Regions from separate parts of the Macaca mulatta genome. Here region 1 is linked to region 2. Evidence: chromatin contacts called from public Hi-C data. All regions are on one chromosome and are shown on one strand. The core of a region is the stretch at or near the end of the contact, and the rest is flanking DNA. Distances in the headings are between cores, read along the strand shown. Region 1 holds the start of MFSD1 (major facilitator superfamily domain containing 1). Region 2 holds the start of GFM1 (G elongation factor mitochondrial 1).

What was found. Hi-C and Micro-C count contacts between places; a contact is called where the count stands out from the background.
Region 1: a Hi-C map of liver shows a contact between it and region 2, with 2.4 times the contacts expected there. The contact joins the promoter of MFSD1 here to the promoter of GFM1 in region 2. A contact is called at or near these places in 4 of 14 Hi-C or Micro-C datasets (fetal cortex germinal zone, fetal cortical plate, fibroblasts and 1 more).

Annotation. Positions count from the first base shown.
Region 1 is chr2:61,933,669-61,939,663 of T2T-MMU8v2.0, reverse strand. MFSD1 (major facilitator superfamily domain containing 1) reads right to left here and starts at 3,351. Exons shown (of 15, transcript XM_028843811.2): 1 at 2,793-3,351; 2 at 1,037-1,089. The coding sequence starts at 2,798.
Region 2 is chr2:61,779,003-61,784,885 of T2T-MMU8v2.0, reverse strand. GFM1 (G elongation factor mitochondrial 1) reads right to left here and starts at 4,242. Exons shown (of 18, transcript NM_001261690.1): 1 at 4,138-4,242; 2 at 3,083-3,235; 3 at 2,576-2,708; 4 at 1,925-2,129. The coding sequence starts at 4,218.

The DNA.
Region 1 (5,995 bases), core at 2,102-4,601, 160 kb before region 2:
GCATATCCTATATGAAAAGAAAATAAAACCATTTTTTCCCAAATAGTTAAGTTTAGCAACTAACAAATCAAAATATGACAATCTAAAGTGGAAAGCAGTTACATTCTCCTTTCTGTAAAGGGCAAGTTTTTTTTTTAACCATTTGTAAGTCTCACTAACTTCCTTGAGAATCTCATGAAAGCTATGGCCCCTGACCCAGAAAAATAGTCACACCTGGGAACCCTGGGAACTTCTTGAGTTCACATGCCATTTCAGGGGCTTCCTGGATTCCAGGATCAGACACACTGCTACAGGGGCCACTTCTGTCTATGTCTTCTATATACTACCTGCATTGGGACTTCACCCACATATACAAGGATAATCTCAGCCTATCCCTACCTACCCTACCCTCTCTATCCCCTCAAGCATGCTCCTCCTACTTCCTTTCTCTTTCATTCTAGAATGAAAAGGGCCAACCTATGCATTTTCCCTGTGCAAAGGTTAAAAAGAACCTACAAAGAAAAGAGACTATCTAAATACCTAAAAAACTGTAAATCAAGTATGTTTTTACAATACAAAACTAGACTAAAAATCCTGACATGGACAATCCTCTGCAATCAGTATCCACATTTAAAAAACAAAATAACAACTAAAACCTATTTAAGAAGGCAAAAAGCTATCTTACCAAATCATTTGTCATTCAGTTGACTAAGTGCTGGGAGAGTAAAATGCAAACAAAAACCTGCTCGTATTTTTGACAACACTGTGGAAATACCACATAATTATTTATCTAAGGTCTGAAACAATTTCAAGTCACATATGTGCTATAAATGAATTATTTGTGGTAACTCATTTCAACTGAGTTTCAACAGATATATATCTGAATAAATGGGCTGAATAAAGTTCAACCCCTTGCAACCTGTGGATCTGGTGACTACAGATGTCAAAATAGATTCAGTGGACACTTCAGATTAGGCCACTTGAGGGTTGATAATGCCTCCACCGCTACACTTGCTCTAAAGAAAACAAAAGAAACAAAGGTGAAAAATCAACTTACTCGTTTAACTTGAGTCTGAAGGGCAGCAGGATTATCATAGCAAAAATAGCTGCCTAGAAAAGAGCAAATACTTTGTAAGTAATAATACTTTCCATATAAAGGTTTCAAGTTGCAGTTACTACTGAAATTACAATTTTAAATGGTGATACTATGGGTTGACACTACAGAAATATTTCTGAACCACTTCCTTATCCACCAGTATTTTCTAAGTTATATCAAATAACTTCCATAAATTAGTAGTGTTCATACACAGCAAATATTGGGAACCTGAATTAATAAGTCAACAATCAACAATTAAATGTTTTTCTATTTTACTTTCATCATGCTTCACACATACTATTTTATTAACATCTTCATGAAGCATCTATATTTTATTTCCTTATTTACAAACACACGTACACTAAAAACTTTACAACCTCATCAGTTTCCTAATAATGTTAGCTTAAGGACAAAGGAATGGAGTGTAACCATTCTTACAAAACCAATATTTGAAACAAGTTCTCTAATTCTACAAACTACCCCAAATCAAATAATTTAGTGAATACAGGGCCAGGAATGCAAAAAAAAAAAAAAAAGAAACTGAAAATTCTAAAGGATTAAATTAAAGAATGTCTTTGGGGGAACTGGAAAGAGAGAAGTAGGAAGAGATCTGATCATGCACTCAGATTTATTTTAAAGATAAAATAATTGAGATTCCTTGGTAGGCTATAAGATAATGTTGTCTCCATAGCTCCACTAACTCTACAAGTACACGAGGCTATTGGTTCTAATGACAATAAAAAATTGTCATTAGAAAGGTATGAATCTGGCTTCTGAAATCTAGACAGATAACCAGAATTTACCAAAAACTGTCTGCTTGAGTAGGGACAATTTTTTTAAATGTTTTATTGTTGTTCTTTCTTTGTTGTTGTTGTTGTTGTTGTTTCTAAACCCTGCTTTAGTCGCTTTTAAGGATTCAATGTCCTGCTTTAAAGCTAATGGATGGGCATCATCTTCTAAAAACAGGTGAGGGGGGTGAAAAAGAGTTGCAAGAAAACCAAAGCCCAAAGCATCCTTCATGTCTACTTATATGTTCAGCAGTAGCATAGTTATCCACCATAATGTTCTCAAACCTGCTGATTACACGGGCTCCAGCTAGCCTCCTGAAAAACACATTCATACCGAATTAATATTAGAATATTTGCTTAATAAATTAAAAACCGTAACATAGGAAGGAAAATCGTTTTCTAATTATCAAGAAACTGTTTTCAGAGACATCATCAGATTTCATAAGTGAAACCAACCACTGTCAAGACTACCACACGTCCAGTCCAATATGATTGCTTCACAGTGGCAGAGTGGAAGATTAAGAGAATAACATCCACTCACTGAAGCTATCAGCAAGACACACTCATACATTTTCTCAAAGAGGGTTAAAAATATATAAAAGACTGCCGACGAAATCATTTATGTTTTTTAAACGCTGTACAACATTGTAAGACTCTGTGTCTAAAAATAATAATAATAAAGCCGGGTGTGGTGGCGCCCGCTCTGCAGTCCCAGCTACTCGGGAGGCTGAGGCGGGAGGATTGCTTGAGCCCAGGAGGTGGAGACTGCAGTAAGCCACGTTCACAGCACTGCACTCCGGGCTGGGTGACAGAGCAAGCCCGTCTCACCTAAAACCAAACAAACAAAAGTCGTTTAGGATCAGTTAAAGCTTTCTGAATTTCCTCTGACCACGTGTGCCAAGAGAGGAACCTTGAAAATCTGGAGTTACCTTCATATCTATGGCCTCAGGGGCGAGTCGCTAGCCCCTGGGGCTTACTGAAGAGCAAAGGAGCGCGACAAAACTTGCCAGGCTCAGCCCCTCGACCTCCACGTTCCGGACGCGGAGTAACTAGCAACATCCACAGGTGTGGCTGGAATCGCAAAGGGCAAAATGAGGAGGCCCAGGCGCTTAAGGCAGAAGCTGCGCTGAGGCCCCGTGGCACCAGTGACCACGATGACGATCTACCTCGAAGAGAAAGTCGGGAACTCCTTAAAGACCAGCCCCAACCCACCCGGCCGGCTCACCGAAGCCAAGGAAGCACATCAGTAACAGCACCAAAAGCCGGTGCGCCAGGCGACTGGGGTCGCAGAGGGCCGGCAGGGCCCCGGGGGCGGCGGGGGCACCCCTGTCAGCCTCGTCAGGGCCGCCTGCCAAGAGCGCCCGCGCTTCCTCATCTTCCTCCTCCATTGCGCTCGCAGGAGACGGAGAGAGGAAAGCAGTGACAACCCCAAGCCCCAGCAGGAAGCAGCGCCCGCAGAGCACAACCAAGACGGCGGTCACATGACTCCGGGCGTTCACGTGACGCCCCGGCAGGTCACGCAGGGCCACGCCCATGTGGGCGGCCGCGAGCGCTGGGAACCTGGACTCAGCGAGCGATGAAAAGGCGTGGTGCGGTTCGCTTTCCCTGGGTGATTGTGTTGGTGTGACTGAGGCCCTGGAGGTGCCCACTTCCAGCTTTCCACTAATTACCGCACTGTCTTTTCGCTTCCTGCCCCGCTGACGCGTACACCTATTTCAGACTCAGCGCAGCTCCGCGGGGAGAAAGTGCGGGCCTCCCTCTCGGCTCCACACCAGACTCCGGAGTGGTTCGACCTGCGCTGGGGTAGCCAAGACGCGCGCTGCCCTTCTCCCGGCACTGCCCTTCCCAGCGTCTTTGACCACTCTTAATACCCACAAACTTGGTTGGACAACTTCTGATGTGTCCAGCCATGTGTCACGTACTGGGAATACAAAATGGAATGAGGCAAGCTCTCTGACCTCAAAGATTTCAGAGTTCAGTTAGAGAAATCGACAGAATCTAGTACTTTTAAAACTCAACATGATGAATGAATGTGGTGAGAACAGCGGCAGAAAATGGCACTGAATTCCACAGAAATATCTGGAAAGGGCATTTGAAAAGGGGAGAAAAGGTGCACAGTTTAACCAGCTTTCGGGGCAAGGGAGTGAGGGGCGCTGAAGCTCCTTGAAGTTGAAACCCAGGATAGAATGAGTAAGAATGAGCCAGTCAGGGTGCTTGTTTGAGTGGGTTGGTGGCAGCGGGGGGGCAGTTACGAGGGATAATAAAGACAAAAGCATGAAACAGAACTGGTTGTGTGCGTGTTTGTATTGAACGAGAGAAGGAACTCAAGAGTAGAAACACTAAACCTGTTTGAGCCATGCAAGGATTTCTACCACAGCAGCACGACTGCAAGCTTTGTGTTTAAAAAACATTCAGTCTGCCAGCACAGCACCATCGTCGCTTTCTGGGGGCACTCGGGCTTTACTAACAGAATTTTGAGGGCGTCAAAGCTAGACGCTGAAAACTGAGGATTATTAGGAAGATGCTGCAGTCGTAACGATTAGAATGGTGAGGGCCTGTCGGCAATAAAAAGCAAGAATGGCACAGAAGAAAAAAGCGGTAATTATTAAGCGGTAATTATTTAGGAGGTAAAATGGGAATAACTGTAAATAATAGCCTATGCGATCTGAAAGAGAGGAAGGACTTGAGAGTGCCTCCCAGGTTTCTAGCTTGGGCCCCCTGTAGAGATCAAAATTTAGGGAGAGAAGGAGGTAGGAGAGAGTGTCAAGGATCAGGTGCTGCCTTTGAGATGTCTATACATATCTCCACTTTCACCATCCATTCTCTCTTCAACTCCAGTGGAGGAGCTCCCAGTCTAATAAAACTGTCTTGCCGAGATGAGTAATAACTCCATCTTTCCAAATACATTAGTCACTTCTTTATCATCTTACTCAGCTTCTATCAATTGATGCAGGGGACAGCCCCTCCTTTCTAGCCTTCTTGGCACCATGTTTGCCTTGTGTTCCTCCCACTTTGCTGGCCTATCTCATTTGCTGTCTCATTTGTCAGCTCCTCCTCTTCTATTCAAAATCTAGATGTTCAATGATGCAAGAGCCATTCCTGCACTTTCCTCCACTCATCCATTCCCATAGCTTTAATACCCTCCCTTTGCTGTCCAGTAGGTAACCACGAGTGGCTGTTGATCATTTGTAATGTGGATAGTTGGAAATGAGATATGCAATATGTATAAAATACACACCAGAGTTCAAAGACTTGTATGAAAAACAGAATAACCTCGTAATTTGAATACTGATTACATGTTTAAATAATATTTTGCAGACATTGGGTTAAAAATGTATATATTAAAACTGGCCGGGCGCAGTGGCTCACGCCTGTAATCCCAGTACTTTGGGAGGCCAAGGTGGGTGGATAACCTGAGGTCAAGAGATCGAGACCATCCTGGCCAACATAGTGAAACCCTGTCTCTAGTAAAAATACAAAATTTAGCTGGGCGTGGTGGCACGTGCCTGTAGTCCCAGCTGCTGGGGAGGTTGAGGCAGGAGAATCGCTTGAACCTGGGAGGCAGAGGTTGCAATGAGCTGAGATCGCACCAGTGCACTCCAGCCTGGCAACAGAGGGAGACTCCATCTCAAAAAAATACATGTATATGTATATATATATGTGTGTGTATATATATATATAAAATTTTGCTTTAGTTTATATATATGTATATATGTGAACTAATTCCACCCATTTTTACTTTTTATGTGACTGCTAGAAAATGTAAAATTGCCTATGTGGCTTACATTGTATTTCTGTTTATCAGTGTGGATTTATTTATATGCTGTTGCCTCTAAAATACCTTCATTCCAGACTCCTTTCTTCAGCATAAGACTGCTATTCCAACTGTTTATTTGACATCACGTGGATGACGTGGATGACTAATAAGCATCTCAAACTTAGCACATCTAAAACAGAATCCTTGAATTCTCTCACCCATGCTATACCTGCTCCTCCCTAAGTGTTCCTTAGCAAAGTAAATGGGACATCTCTCTACCATTTGCTGTCCACAAGTCTAGCCGTTATCCTTGATGTCTTACTTCATCTCCCACATTTACTCCCTCAGCATGTCTTGTCAACTCTCCTCCAAAAT
Region 2 (5,883 bases), core at 2,993-5,492:
TCTGTTGGGAACAGACTGACAATGTAACTCAAGGAGCTCAGGAAGCCACAACCCCATTCAGGCAACAAAAAGAACTCCAGAATAACTGTTTTACCATCAGATCCCCAGATACACTGGATCAAAAGCAAAAGGGGGAAGAATAGATAATGGGGGGCTAGCCGGGAAATTAAACAGTAGGATAGCTGAGCCCACCTTTTATTTATTTATTTATTTTTATTTTTTTTTAGAGAGTCTCCCTCTGTTGCCAAGGCTGAAGTGTAATAGCACAATTTTCGTTCACTGCAACCTCTGCCTGCCGGGTTCAAGCGATTCTCCTGCCTCAGCCTCCCGAGTAGCTGGGATTACAGGCGCCTGCCACCATGCCCGGCTAATTTTTTGTATTTTTAGTAGAGACAGGGTTTCACTATGTTGGCCAGGCTGGTCTTGAACTCCTGACCTTGTGATCCACCCGCCTCGGCCTCCCAAAGTGCTGGGATTACAGGCGTGAGCCACCGCGCCCGGCCCAGGCTCAAAACTGAATAGAAACTGCATTCACTGGCAAAAATTCTCATTGGAAAAGAATATGCTCTAGCTACCACTGTTTAGTCTAGACTCTAAACTCCCATCTATAACTATGGTTAAAGATCTAAGAATCACCAAATATTTGAAGGAAACCAAAAGCTTGAAAGAGAATGTGAACTTAATAAAACTTATCTCCAAGAAGAGAGTTACTAGAGCAAAGAAAATAAAATGTAAAGATTTGAGAAACGATTACCTCTACTGATAAAAATGTTGCAATAAAAGAGAAAGTTTACGAAAATTAAGTACATAATTGCCGGAAAAAAAGTTTTAAGGCAAGCTAAATAACTGAATATCAAATTAGTGAGCTGGAAGATCAACCTCAAGAATTCTCTCATAAGCGCAATGCAAAATGAGAAGGAGACAGAAAGAATAAGTATGATAGAAAAGGTAAGACATGAAGGTCAGATCTAGAAGTTCCAGATTTTTATCTGCTTTATAGAAGTTACAAAATGGAAAACAAATAAATGGGAGTGGAGAAAAGAATAAACCGAAGCAATCAAATAAATGCTAAAACAGTGTTTCCTTGGAATTCAGAAGATTCGGTGAAAAAAGTCCATCTACTGCCAAGCACAAGTAAAATAAGGACAAAAAGTAAAAACATTTTACCAAAAGTTATAAATACCCAACAAAGAAAATGTTCACTTTCATATCAAATATATCACTTTCATCAGATTTTTTGTCATCAGACACACCATTCTCAGCCTGTCCACTACCATAAACTTTACACCTATATATCCATCAACTGTGCCATGTGAAACATAAGTATGAACTCTACAGCTACACTTGCACATCTACAAAAGGTGAAAAGTGAAATTCTGACCTTTTTAAAGGCTTTGTGAAATATACAGTATTGTGTAAAATTTAAAATGCTATAAATACTACTGGTTCTATCTGGTACAGAAAGGAAGTGTTACTGTTGTCCTAGAAAATATGTTTCCATCTGAAAACAAGAAAATCTCATCTCTATGGCAAGCTATTTAAGGGCATTAATTAAAATGCTTCAAGGAAAAAGTAAAACCAAAGATGATCTTTCGTCTAAATAAAACACAAGGCATTTTTACAATCTAGATTATAACTTCTCTAATAATAGCAAAACAGTATAAACAGACTGTTTACTGAATCCATCTTCAAATTCTCTAGAATTTAAGTAATATTGTCCCCATTTTACAGAGAAGGTAGCTGATGAGAACATACCACAAGTCAATTTACTAAAATCAGTGTTCCACTTACTAACTCACATAAATACATTTAAAAAGCTAAATTTAAGAATAAAGTTTAATGACAGTGAATTAATCATCCTTCTGGATATAAGGTTTGCTGTCTAGAGCATCACATCCTCTTTGTCCATTCTAAGGCTCATTACCTCATTTGCTGCAGGGCCCTGGCTGGGTTGGAGCCCAGTCGGTCCAATTTGTTAATAAAAGTTAGAAATGGAACGTTGTAGCGTTTCATCTGACGATTGACAGTCATGGTCTGGCACTGTACCCCTCCAACAGCACAGAGAACAAGGACTGCACCATCCAACACTCTCAGGGCCCTTTCAACTTCTATTGTGAAGTCCACATGCCCTGAATAAGATGAAGTATGAGAGGGTCTTAAAGAGCAATCTGAATTTTTAACATATGCACTATTAAAAGTTTTTGTATCTCTGCTCGTCACAAAAGTCTTCTAATTAGAACGTAGATTCCTGAGCTCACCAATACTATTCACCAACCCTTAAGTGGAGGGCCCGGCAAGACCACTTCAAGAAGATACTAGGGCACAGGCACCTTTAGAATCAGCTAGAATATGTAGAAGGCAAGAATCTGCCTACTCACAATTACTTGCACAAAATATTCAAGAAAACTACGTAAGGATGAAGTGCTCTAGGTCCTAAGTTAGGCTTCTCTAATAGGAATTCAGTGTTATACTTTTGAGTATTTGACACTCAAAAATTAATTGGGTCATAGTAACAGAAAGAACCAAATGTGCTTTTGCCAAAAGAAGCTGCAATAAAACCAAGAATCCAACTTACCAGGAGTATCTATAATGTTAATATTGACATCTTTCCACATGGTGTAAGTGGCCGCTGACTGAATAGTGATTCCTCTTTGTCTCTCTAGTTCCATGGAATCCATGACAGCACCAACTCCATCTTTACCTTTCACCTAAACACAAGCACAGCAATTCAGACTTTCTCTGTTCCTGCATTCCAAGAAGGAAAGAAAACTTAACTGAAATGGAAACAGTTGCCAGGTGCAGGGGCTCATGCCTATAATCCCAGTACTGTGGGAGACTGAGGCAGGAGGATAATTTGAGCCCAGGAGTTTGAGACCAGCCTGAGCAACAAAGTGAGACCCCGTCTATAAAAACTTAAAAGAACACCAGAACACAGATACTTAAGCAACTTTCAGATAGGCCTGTCAAAGGTCCACTGTTACCACTGTTTTAATCTTTCAGGTTTATAAGCTTTACTAAATAATGGCAACAAAACAATTAAAATCAGGTTCTAATTCATCCGGAATCAACCATGAATATATACCTCATGCATCTGTGCAATTCTGCCAGTGTAGTAAAGGACTCGTTCTGTTAATGTTGTTTTCCCAGAATCAATGTGAGCTGAGATTCCAATATTTCGTATTTTTTCATTAGGAATCACCCCTGATGAAGACCATCGGCAGGCATTCCAATTCACCTGAAAAAAATACGAGAGCTCAATTCTACGCGCCTTTTATAAGAGAGAACAACAGAGAATTAAAGGAGTATGGTGGACATTATTCCTCCAAGAAATCTCACTGGATATGAGATAGCTTGAGAAAGGCACCAGGGGAAACGTTTAAGCCTGGAACTCTTGTAATCAGAGGAGAGACTACAAACGACAGAAAAGGCGTATTCTTTTAAATTAATTAACGAATAAATCAAATTTAATTAAAATGGGAGATAATTTTTACTACAGACTTGAAAATACACACTGGGGCAGAAAAAATCACAAAGACAGCTCCAAAAACCTTTAATAGAAAATACAAATTTTAGCTTAAATTTAACTTAATTGTTTTCCCTTTCTCCTTTATTGTAGTTCACAGATGACAAATATGTTTGAGAACTTATATGCTCTATGCAGTGGTGCTAATGGCTCCAAAAGATTTACAATTCCCTCGAAACAAAAACAATTCATGAAGTTTGTTTTAACTTTACTCTGGGGGCAGGGGATGGGGATCCCTATTAGATGGAATTAAGATACAATATAAACCTTTCCCTATAGGACTGCACTTCCACTATGTACAACTATTTATGGGAAAAGAGAGGCAAAAAACAAAAACAAACAAAAAACAACCTCAGAAAAGGTGGATACAATATGAAAGTATTTGAGTGACAGGTACTTTTAGCTGATTAAACCCCAGGGATACCAGAGAGCAAAACAAATAAGTTAACGAGCTAATGTGCAGGCACGGAGGGGCTTTTCAGCACTGACGCGCGACCGCCAGTATTCGGAGCTGCCAGTCAGGAGGACTCAGGGGTGTCACTGCCTTCCATGGCCCAGAAGAGACCACAAGGTCTCGGGAATCGTCCCGATTCAGTCTCTCTGTGCTCCAGTACCTGCTTCCTCTGCCATCCTAGGGAGGCGGGGGCCCTTCCGCGCCCCAGAGCCGTGACAGCTGCGGTTCCCAGCAGTCTCATCGCAAGCACAGAGCACGCGACAACTCCCGTGGCTCCGGGTCGGTTCAGCTGCCGGTAAGGCACCGGGAAGCGGTCAAAGTCACGCCGGTGGCCAATGTTGTAAGAGCACTTCCGGGGCAAAGGACGCAAGGAAAAAGAGAGTGAGGAAATGAAAGAGAAGCAACTGGACTGGAGGCGGAGCAGTGCCTACGCTGCTCGCGCGCCTTCTACCGACTTGGAAGAGAAAGTGCAATCGCTTTGCGTTTGCTCCCAGTAAGACGACACAGGTGTATGGGTGGGGGAAGGGAGTCCTTCTTTGGTCTTCATCTTCTTTTTCAAATATTACCTCTGTATTAAAATACAGCCTTTAAACATGGTTGTTAGGCCTGTAAAGCAATGTGGAGAAGTGTATATAACAGAATTTAAGTAGGTAAAAGGCAAAATTATCTATTACAAATATATATATATGTGTATATATATGACATGGCCTGAAAAAGAAAGTGGAAAAAATATAGTGAATGAACTATCAATTACAACTACAAACATTTCAAAATGTTATTTGTTATTGTTCGATGTCAGATATTAATATCTAGTCCATATGGAAGACTGCATCCTTGACTATTCTGCTTGGGTGTGTTAGAGGCATGTTGAACTTAACAGGTCCAAAATTGAGCTTCGGATCTTCTTCCCCAAACCTTCTACAGTCTTCTCCAACTCATAAATGTAAGCTTTAGTGACTCTAGCCAAAAATGTTAGTTACTTTGACACCACGCTGTGACATCTCTGGTCTAATCAGTCAGCATATCCTGTAAGCTCTACTTTCAGAAAAATATCCAGAACTTGGCCGGGCGCGGTGGCTCACGCCTGTAATCCCAAAACTTTGGGAGACTGAGGTGGGCGGATGACGAGGTCAGGAGATAGAGACCATCTGGCTAACACGGTGAAACCCCGTCTTTACTAAAAATACAAAAAAAATTAGCCTGGCGTGGTGGCGGGCCCCTGTAGTCCCAGCTACTTGGGAGGCTGAGGCAGGAGAACGTCGTGAACTCGGGAGGCGGAGCTTGCAGTGAACCGAGATCGTGCCACTGCACTCCAACCTGGGCGACAGAGCTAGAGTCTGTATTAAAAAAAAAAAAAATCCAGAACTTACTTCTCCGCACCTCTCAGTACTGCCATTTCTGGAAGGAACTATGGTAATAGCCTCGTAACCGATCGCACTGCTTCTATCCTTGCTGTTGTCAGTGGGCCGGTTCAGGTGCTTGACTTCGCCACAAGAATTTGAAAGCAAGTACAAAGTAAGAGTAGGCGAAAAAATTTATTTGGTTTACCAAAAGTACACTCTAAGAGGCAGAGTGGGCTGCTCAGAGACATAGACAGCCTTTAGTATCTTTAGGGAATTCCCTTTATGGGTGAGGCAGGAGAACAGGGTCTGGAGGCAGGGAACCGAAGGCCCTGCTGACTTCCTAGAGCTGAATCAAAAGGAAAACCCCACCTCTCCATGCCCAAGTAACAAAAGGATCAGAGGCTACTCCCAAATGCATTGCATTGCAGATAAAAAAAATGGAAAGTACCTCTGACTGGTCCCCTGTGGCAAACACTCAGACTGGTTGCAGGCGAAGTCCTCATGTGTAACTTTGTAACTTCACTTCAGCCTCTGATTGATCATCTCCTGCAACCAAGCAGGCT